2 separate regions of the Ovis aries genome follow, and region 2 is linked to region 1. A link is a contact called in public Hi-C data. All regions are on one chromosome and are shown on one strand. The core of a region is the stretch at or near the end of the contact, and the rest is flanking DNA. Distances in the headings are between cores, read along the strand shown.

Region 1 (5,136 bases), core at 983-3,482:
CTGGTTCCGTAGATTGTGTTCTCATTTAAGACAGATAATAACTGCCTCATAAAACTGTTGTAATGATCAGATGAAATATTAAAATTCTTAAATTGAGAATTTCTATTTTCTTGGTCCAGTTAAGATGTAATTGTTTGGGCTGATTTTTTGTAGTACATTAAATTGCAAGCCCAAGAGACAAGGCTTTTTTTCCTGCTGGGTTTTTTTTTTTGTTTTTGTTTTTTTTTAATTTTATGGTCCCTAGTCTAGCGTGTGGCATCTTTTGAGAGAGCCATAAACCAAACATGTGAAAGAAAGCATTAAATCTCTATTACCACTACCTATTCCAGCCAATGTAGTGTTCTTTAGTTTCCCCAAGAATCAATCATTTCCTAAACAGTACCTTCTCAAAACAAATACATCAAACCACACCCTCTCCCCACATACATACACACAGAACTCCCAACTGAAAAACACACTGCCTCTCACCCCAACTTTTAGAATAAAGTCACCATATTTACCAGAATACTTGGGCAAACTGTGATAGATGGAGAGAGGGAATTTGGAAGAATTTTAAAAATCTCTGAAGAACATCCCTAGGATTTGTGGCATCAAATCCTTAAAGGAGAACTACTTGCCTATAGCAAATTCTGGCAGCAAGTAAACCAGAAACTCACTGGTGAGTTGTGGGCTAAGTTAAATATTGCACTTCACTCCGTTCTATGCAAGCAAACTGACTAACAGGGTTACCTCGAGCTCTCGCATTGGGTGTAGACATCCTTTCACAAGAAACAGGGTCCATTATTACTCTCCCCGTTAGCAAATTTATATTTAAGGGGGCACATACTGTGCTTTCGAGACATACTTTACTAGACAAATATTTGCTCCATAAGCGAGGGCAAAGGTGTCATTTCTTTCCTTTGCTGTGGGCAGCGACAGAAGAATCAATGGGGGAGAAGGGGATAAGATCCCAGACTCCCCAAAGAGGACACAGACTTCCGCTGCAGTAACGTTGGTTCTTTCAAGGAATACTTCCCCTAACGGCTAAAACGGCTTAACACATAATCAGCATCTTGTATCAATTACACAAATACCACGAAGCAACTGTGGTGGCCTGGGAAAGGACCATAACACACAGAACTCCTAACTGGCCTTCGCTGTCCCCTCCCACAGGGTTTGACAGCGTGTCCAAGGCGCCCGAACACCAGCCATCAGGCTCCCCCCAGCGCCCTCCTCTCGCAGCAAACTGCCAAGGCTCTCGGGCCAAACTCCAACGTCCCTCGATTCAAAACCGAGAAAGTGTGAACCCCGCTAAGCAAACGGTAGGGCGCGTAATAACTTTTTTTTTTCTTTTCCGTGGAGCGGATTGGAGATGCTCGGCTCTAACGCCAACTTCCCAGGTCTCCCGTCCGCTTTCCGAAACCATCCCGTGGGGAAGGCGGGAGGGAGGGCGGTCCAAAGAGAGGGCTGGTGAGTTTTAATACCTCCGTGGTTTTCTCAGTGCGGGAAATTTACTACACAGCAGCCCCTGAGAATTCGGTGCAGGTCTAACGAAAGGAAAATGCTCTCCCCCTCAACCCCTGCTAAAAGGAACAATAAAAAACACTCAGCAGGCGCTCAGCTGGCCATACCAGGCCTTCCTAAGGGCCGATGGAGAAAGAAATTTCTCCAGTCTGCAATCTGGAGAAAGAAAGATGCCTGGCCAAGCGGAGGCCCGGGCATGAGTGTCCAGCCTGGGTCCCCAGCCTGGCAGGGAAGGGGCCTACAGGGAAGGGATGGGGACTAAAGAGGAGCAGTCGGCACGCGAGCCGCCCAGGGAGGGTAACGGGGGCCGAGCTCTACTTACATAACGCTTTAACTTTTTCTCCGGGGGGGACTTGCGGAGCCATCCCGAGCAGACCACTTCGCCGCCGCTCATGGTGCGAGCCTTTAGGGCTGCGGGCCCGGCGCGCTCCCGACACCTTCGACGCCGGACGCCCGTGCAGCTGCTGGGACCTCGCTCTCCCGCGGCGCACCCCAGGCGGACGGGGCGGGCCGGCTCCGCGGCGCTCTGGCTCTTGGCGTTCGAGTTTCTTCCCCGCAGGCAGGTCCGCGGACGTGAGTAGAAGCGGGCACAGCCGCCGAGGCCGACACCTCGGGGCAGGGGCCGCGGCCGGGCCGAAGATGCCCAGGCCTTCCTTCAGTGCACCCGCCCGGCCGCCAGGCGCGCCGTCCCGCCGGCCGCCTCCTCTGCGCTCGGGCTCCACGGGACTCTGCCCCGGCGCGGAGCCCGAGCCTCGGCCCCCTGCGCTCCGCCCCTTCGGGATGGGACCTCCCAGAGCGCACTCCGAGACAGACACGACGCTGCACGCGCGCACACACAGTCTCACACGCTCATACACACACAATGCCCCCGCGCAGTGCCCACTCCGACTGGCCAGCTCTAGGTTTTACTGCGCTTGGCGCTATCCCCTCCTTCCTCCTTCTGGAGAGAGGGTGGGTCACTTCCCCGAGGCGCCCGGACCGCCGCAAGGAATGGGAAAGCCGCGAGGGTCCCGTGGTCAGCGGGCGCAGGGTTGAGGGTTGGTCCCGGGCCACGGAGGGAGCCGCCGGCTCGGCGTCGCTGGACAGAGCGCAGGTCCCGCCGAAGGGTGGGTCCGTGCTGGCCGCCGCCGCAAGAGAGAGAAAGCAGAGGGCGGCAGAAGAAGGAGGCGCTGGGCTGCTTGGCTGCGGGGACCAAGCCTACCGTCCCGTCCCCTAGCGCTGCTCCTGCGCCGCCTCCCCCACCCCAGGGCGCGCGGCAGGTTCTGGGCGGCCCGGCCCCCGGCCCCGATCCCTCCCTCTCCCGGCCTCCCGGCTCCCTCTTCCTCTCTTTCCTCCTCCCCTTCCCACGTTCGGGCCGGCTCCGGTTTCTGCCCAGACTTTCTTTGAAACTCCGCCGGAGCGCTTCCAGCCAAAACAACAAGGGCCAGGGAGGAGGAGACGGGCGGAGGGAGGGAGCGAGCGAGGGAGGGCGCGGGAGTCCGAGAGGCACCCTGGGATCTGTAGTTCGGGACGCTGGAGAGGGGTCCTCGGCGCCCCCGGCGGCCGTGGATCCCGGAGCCCCCGGCGGGCTGGTCGCCAAGGAAGGCAGCGAAGCCTCGCCGAGGGTAACGCCGCGCCATCTCGGGTTCCCGGGCGACCGAGGAACATTCGAAGGTTCAAGTCTGTGGATTGCCATCTTGGCTCAGCCGAGTGTCAGTTCGGAGTTTGTTCTGTGCGGGAGATCGGGAGTTGGGGGCGGGGGAGAGGGGGGCGGGTACTTGACAGCGTGGAAAGCGAAACAGCCTGGAGGAAGACCGCGCGCCCTGGAGAGTCTGCGATCCCGGGGTTTCTGCCCGCAAGACTGAAAGGCGGAGACCAGGAGGGCGAGGTCGCTGGGAGCGCGCCAAGGCGACCAGCCTGCAGGGGAGGTCAGAAGGGGACCCTTCCGGACTGATGTGTGCTGGTCCCCGGAGCAGCCTTGCCTGAGTGGTGGGAGCGCTTAGTGGACCCAAAGGATTCAGTTGAATCTATCTCTGGGGACATTTTGAAGCCTTACACTCCCTCCGTTTGTTGCCAGTTTCTTCCACTTGCCTTGGCTTTTATTTAAAATCAACTCTTGGGGTGTTGGACCAGAAAAGGGAACCTTCACTGGATGTCCTAATGCTATTTGTTTTCTTTTGTGTGTTTTACAATGACTATGATACCTGGCCCTGAGATTAACACGATCCTGTAAGAGAAATATCTTTTCCAATGTATTTATGAGAAACAAAGCCCCTAGACAGATTTTGGAACGTAGTGTAAATAATCAGATAAGAGTGCCAAACGTTTCTGGAAAAAATAACCTCAGGCTTGTTCTTGTTAATACAACATTCATATTCAGTTCCTCTCGAGTTTGAAAATGTTATACAATTGTAGTAGGAAATTAGGTGCTGGGGTGGTGACAAAGAAAGGTCCCTGCACTCAGAGCGGTGACATTTCTAGATAGTTAACAGGGTCAACGCAAGTACAGATTGTGATAAATGTGCCCTGGGAGAAACTGGAAGAATAATAAGGGTGGAACTAGGTCAGATACTAGGGGAGAAGTCTTCCTTAAAGAGGCAGCTAGCCAGAGATGTGAAAGATGTTGTAAAGATGTTGTCTTGTGAAAAGATCAAAGGGATAACCATAAGGAGGACTGAGAGAGAAAAAACAACCCAGGGGGCTCATTGTTTTTCTTAAATGTTAGAATACAAGTGAGTGTAATTTTTATGGCAGCTAATAAAGCAAAGCAATTTTTATGTGAACTCGGGTTTTACCACAAGCCATCCACAAGCCATCCATATGAAAATAAATCACTAAATTTGTTTTCTGCTTCTACCACAAGCAGTGTGTCTGTGCACTGAGTCAAAGTATTTCAGATTAGCATGGCAGAGACTGGTTCACTCTTGCATAGTTAACTGTTTGCTAGATAATTTACCACTTCCTCCACTCCTGTTATTTTAAAGTTCTTTTTTTAAAAATTGAAGTATAGAGAAGGAAATGGCAACCCACTCCAGTATTCTTGCCTGGAAAATCCCATGGACAGAGGAGCCTGGCAGGCTACAGTCCACAGGGCTGCAAAAGAGTGGGACACAACTTAGCCACTAAACAACCACAAAACAATTTATTTGCAATGTTGTGTTAGTTTCAGGTGTATAGCACAGTGAATCAGTTAAACATAGGTATGTGTGTGTATGTATGTATGTAGATGTGTGTGTGTGTATTCATATTCTTTTTAATGGAAAATTGTAATACAGTCATCCCTCTGTATCCTCGGGGAATTGGTTCCAGGACCCCTCCCATACCAAACTTTTCTGATGCTCAAGTCCCTTGTATAAAATGGTATAGTATTTGCATCTAACCTAAACACATCTTCCCATATACTTGAAATCATTTCTAGATTACTTATAAGACCTAATACAATGCACATGCTATGTAAATAGTTGCTATCATACAGCAAATTCAAGTGCTGCTTTTTGAAACTTTCTAGATTTTTTTCCTGAATATTTCCTACCCGATGTTGGTTGAGAAATCCAAAAATCTAGAGGGTCAACTGTATGTATATCGTGTACTACTTTGGAATGTTCCAATAATTTTTTTCATTATTTCAAATAAGGGATTGAATTAACTCATTTC
Region 2 (5,136 bases), core at 1,744-4,243, 56 kb after region 1:
GAATATTCCAGGTTTATGTCTCATCTTTACCCTTCCTCAGTTTTCTTCTCACTTTCATTCAGTATCACACCAGTTGAATAGGTTCTGTGCTCAAGATATTGTGCCAAGCATCACTAAAGATGCAAGGATGGGTGAGCCACGGATCCCTTTCTGGTGGGAGTTCTAGGAGGGGGCCAATAACAGTTATTGGACACAAATAACTGTGATAGAAGGCCCATTTGGTAAATCCAAAGATAGTGCTTGAGTGGCTCAAACAGGGAGACATGTGCCTTGAAAAGGGTCAGGAAAGACATCTTGAAGAAAGCAACATTTGCAATGGGCCCTGAGAAATGAGTAACATTTAATTAGTGGGAGGAAAATTAAGGGTTGGATGAGCGTATCTGGAGGAGGAAACAGTCGAGCAAAGGCCCAAGGACAGAGGGCCTGGGAAGGACTGAGAGATAGGTAGGTAGGAGCATGGTGTGTGTGTGTGTGTGTGCGTGTGTGCATACACACGCATGTGCTAAAAAGTGTATGACATGTACAGAAGAGGCCTGGGAGCAATACTCTGCTCTTCTGATATTACTAACATAGTACTGAAGCTCTAATACTTTGGCCATCTGATACAAAGAGTCAACTCATTGGAAAAGACCCTGATGCTGCAAAAGATTGAGGGCAGAGGACAAGGGGTGACAGAGGATGAGATGGTTGGATGGCATCACCGACTCAATCGACTTGAGTTTGAGCAAGGTGATAGTGAAGGGCAGGGAAGCCTAGTGTGCTGCAGTCCATGGGGTCACAAAGAGTCAGACACGACTTGGTGACTAAACAACAACAACATATCACATCCCCAGAGCCTCGAGCAGATGTCCCCCAGAGCCAGTGATTGATCAGAATATATATTAGGTGATAAAGGGCAAATGGCAGAGTTTTCTATCTATGCTTCCTATGTTCTACCGATGTATATCTATGTTTCCTTTACCCACTATTTATATTTCTTCCTCCTTTTATTTCCAGCTATTATAGGAAGCAAATTTGGCCTTCCACATCAGTAAAGGCATCTTATCCATTCTGCTTCAGAAGATATAGCTTTGAATTTTTAAATACCCAGGCAATTTTCCCTTAATAATAAGTGAAAGAAAAGCTGGTGTAACTTTGGCTTCACAAGTAAACACTTAGTTTAACATTTCAGTTTCTCTAAATTGCTCTGGCTGTCTAGCTGTGTGTACTCTGATGCTAATAAGCAAGACAGGTCTTACCAGCTATTCAACAAACCCAAGCAAGTAACATGTCTGAACAGAACATATTTTGACTACTTTGCATAAAAAATTAAAAGTTTGGTGACTTAATATTTTGGTCACATAAATATTGATATTTAGTGAAATATTTGGGGGCAGAAACAACACCATTCAACTCTTCTAGAATCTGAGGACGTCTCATGGCTACGCTGACTCCAGAGGGTTTTCTTGGCATGATGCCATTCCTCGGTAGAAGCGTGTTCATGAAAAGATTCAATCTGTTTATTCAGGAGAAAACGACAGCAGCGGGAAGGTGCACCGAGTCAAAACCTGGTCATGTTAACCAGATCTGACACACTTTCGTATGGTGGATGTCTGGGTAAGCGGTCCCCTAACTGCGTGGGGAATGTGAAAAGTGGGTGAGTCGGGAAGAAAAACATCTCCCAGCTCATAAAATGGAACATTAGAAATTCACCGAAAGCTCTAAAATGCAGATCTCTCTCGGAAGAGTTGACCCCCATTTGTCATAGGCACAGTCCAAATTACTCAGATGCATTGTACTCTCATTTCACAGGTTGAGCCAGGGTATATGGAGGCATTGGAAATAGGTTGATGTTCGGAAGGGAAGGATTCATTTTTAAGATGTTTGTCTCTTTTATGTACGTATTTGGCTGAGCCTGGTTTTAGTTGCAGGATGCAAGACCCTTTCCAGTGGCAGCAGGTGAGTTTTAGGTGGGGCACATGAAGTCTTGGTTGTGGCATGTGGGGTCTAGTTCCCTGACCAGGGGTTCAACCTGGGCCCCCTGCATTGGAAGCACAGTCTTAGCCACTGGACCACCAGCAAAAGTCCCTAGATGATTTTGTTCTCTTTTTCTTGTAGAGGAGATACTAGTACTATTTCCCGGTCTTTATGACTGAATGTGAGACCTCATCAGAGTTCTGGAAAACTCCAAGAGCTGGAAGGGAGCTCTGATAGAGGGGATGATGCAGGCCCTGGGTGGAAGGAGAGAGAGACCGGGAGATGGGAAGGTTGTAAACCCAACGTTACCTACTTCAAAATATTGCCCAAGGACCTAGTAGTAGGAATCGCTCCTTGACATTGATAAAAACCTGCTGCCTGTTTTCTACTCGTCTGAATTGCTTTAAATAAATATTGTAGACCTGTTTTGAATTTTCCCTCTCCCTGCAGATAATTAGAGGGATCTAGTAGACAAGCTCATTGCTTTGGAGTGAAACAGTCTCTGGTCCTTCTCCTAGTTCTGTCAATCAGATGCTGGGCATATTACTTGACCTCTCTGAGCACCCTTTTCCCCCATGTGTAACAGAAGAGGCAATAGTCCCTGTCTTGCAGGTTTAACGTGAGAACTAAATAAGATAATATATGTTAAAAAATCTCTGCAGGATACTGCCAGTACATACCATATTTCTTTTCCATAATGCTTCATTTCATTTTGGAATTCTTGAAAGACAGTCTCTCAGTGAAGACCTGGCAGGGCACTGGATTATTCTTTTTTTAATGTCTTTTTTTGGGGGGTGGGTGGCTGTGCCGAAGGGCATGTGGGATCTTAGTTCCCCGACCAAGGATCGCACCTACACCCCCTGCGTTGACATCTTAACCCCTGCGCCACCAGGGAAGTCCTTGCCCTGGGTTATTCTTGATAGGGTCCTCCAGCTCTCAGCTACAGCCCACACCTCCCAGGCCCTGAAGCTGACTCATTCTCTCAGGGGACCTGGGAGTAGAAGAAGAAATGGACTTGGGTTCAGTGCCAACTAGAGCAGAGCCTTTCCAGAGCTGTCCCAAGCCCAAGGCGTTTCCCTGGAGCCGGACCAGCCCTGAATGGAAGAGGCCTGGCTTTGCTGCATTTGGCTTGCATTCGAGTTTCCAACGAACCCTACCAGTGTCCTGCCAGACATGAGATGCTGCGCCCTTTTCCCTCAAAGCTGTTTACGGTAATTAATCAAGGCATTTTGGAGCAGGAAATCTTCATGGAGAGGCTGTTTCCCACAGACATTCCAGCCTGGAACACATCTTCCAGGCTCAAAATATTTCATAAGCTCTCGTCCCTACAACTTTATAAATTACCGTTCAAGCTGGAAACAGTTGATAATTTATACATGTTTCTTAATTGAATGTCATTTGAGGTGAAAAAAATCAATCATTAGTCCAGCAACCATCCACTATGTTGTAGATTAACCCCAGCCTCTCTTATCTGCACGGTGAAAAGTACTTTCAGAAACTATAGGTCTAAAGAGAAAAAATACTTGGGGAGGTACCCTGTGAGGGGGTGTTGATTTGTTTTCGTGCCTGATTCTCTGAGAGGGTGAAATAAAACTTCTGAAAGAATAGTTTAGGGTAATTTACAAAATGTTGTTTGTCTGACATAGAAGAAGACTCTGAACCTTGAAAGCCCCCCCGCCCCACCCCCCTACAAAAAGGAAGAATAGTCGCTGGGCCTTCATGCTAAGGAGTGGAGTTTCAGGGGGAGGGGCAGGGAGGTTAGCATTTTCTTCTTACTGCTTAAAGACCCCTTAGGATTTCCCTGGTGGCTCAGATGGTAAAGAATCTGCCTACAATGCAGAAGACATAGGTTCGATCCCCGGGTTGGGAAGATCCACTCAGGAAGAGAATGGCAACCCTCTCTTGCCTGTAGAATCCCATGGACAGAGGCTACAGTCCATGGGATCTCAAAGTGTAGGACATGACTGAGCGATTAACACTCTCAGAGTCCCCTTTGAGGGGCAAGGAGGACTTACTCTGCTCTTCAGATGGTCTTTTCAATTTTATTTTCTTTCTTCCCCCCATGTGGCGTGTTTAAAGAGATGGGACTGAGTTAGCCTGTCATTGGAAGGGCCCCTTGGGCCTTTGGGAGTTCTGGGAGAAACTGAGTAGCTCTGGAAAAGGGAGGCACAGGCCTGGTTCTCGTTCTGGTGCAAAAACACACTCTTGCCTCAAATTTGTCTTGTCTCCTCTTGCTTCCGGAGATGGAGAACCCTGGGGGCAAGGTTTGAGTGGGGTCTGTCAGAGTGATCCTCAAAATGTGGTGTCCAGACCAGGCACCTCAGCATCACTTGAGAGCTTGAAAGAAAGGCCAGTTCTCAGGCCTCACCCCAGATCTGCTGAATCAGAATCTCTGTGCATAGAGCCCAGGGGGGTTTCCCATGTGGCTCTGTGGTAAAGAACCCACCTGCCAATGCAGGAGACGTGGGTTCGATCCCTGGGCTGGGAAGATTCCCCTGGAGAAGGAAATGGCAACCCACTCCAGTACTCTTGCCTGGGAAATCCCATGGACAGAGGAGCCTGGAGGGCTACAGGCAATGGGGTTGCAAGAGTCAGACACAGCTGAGCGACTCAACAACAACAGCAAGAGCCCAGTAACCCAGGTTGTAACAAGCTCTCAAGGTTTTCCCAGTTCAGATTAAAATTGGAGACTGCTGGCCTCGGAAAGCCTATTTCCATGCTAGGCACAGCTGGAAGGGGCTTTGCCTGCCGGACTCATGGAGGACGGATCTGAAGTCAGAAGCCCTGTAGCTCACAGAGCATGTGGGCCTGAATGACTGTCCTGTTGGACCCACAGCAACAGTTAAGTACCTTTGAGGAATCAGGTTTTTGAATCAACCTGCTTCTTGACTATTGGAGCTAATATTAGTTAATGAGCTGGTACATTGACAGGGCCTGAAAGTTACTGGATAAACAGGCCTAAATAAAATGTAATACTCACCATAGGTAGCCAACAAGGGATAAGGCTGGATAATGGAGGCAAAAGTTTTAATTATTTTTAATCGTGTTTTCAAAGAGAAGGAGTATTTCTCGTTCATTGCATGCTGCTGTTTGTTTTATGGGGCGGGGAGGCCTACAAAGGTAAGTGAGGTTGAAGGGCCTCAGAGCTGGCACCTACCACCTATATGGCCTGAAGCAAGT

What was found. Hi-C and Micro-C count contacts between places; a contact is called where the count stands out from the background.
Region 2: a Hi-C map of omental adipose tissue shows a contact between it and region 1, with 1.8 times the contacts expected there. The contact joins the enhancer-like site here to the promoter of GAB1 in region 1.

What each region holds. Positions count from the first base shown.
Region 1 is chr17:14,615,307-14,620,442 of ARS-UI_Ramb_v3.0, forward strand. It overlaps GAB1 (GRB2 associated binding protein 1), which reads right to left and starts at 2,233. Exons shown (of 13, transcript XM_060400634.1): 1 at 1,826-2,233.
Region 2 is chr17:14,670,783-14,675,918 of ARS-UI_Ramb_v3.0, forward strand. No RefSeq gene overlaps it. Among named protein-coding and RNA genes, the nearest start is that of TRNAK-UUU, 43 kb to the left of the region's middle. Within about 2 kb of position 2,994, at least 13 of the 54 cell types and tissues checked have an H3K27ac peak or open chromatin away from gene starts, as enhancers often do.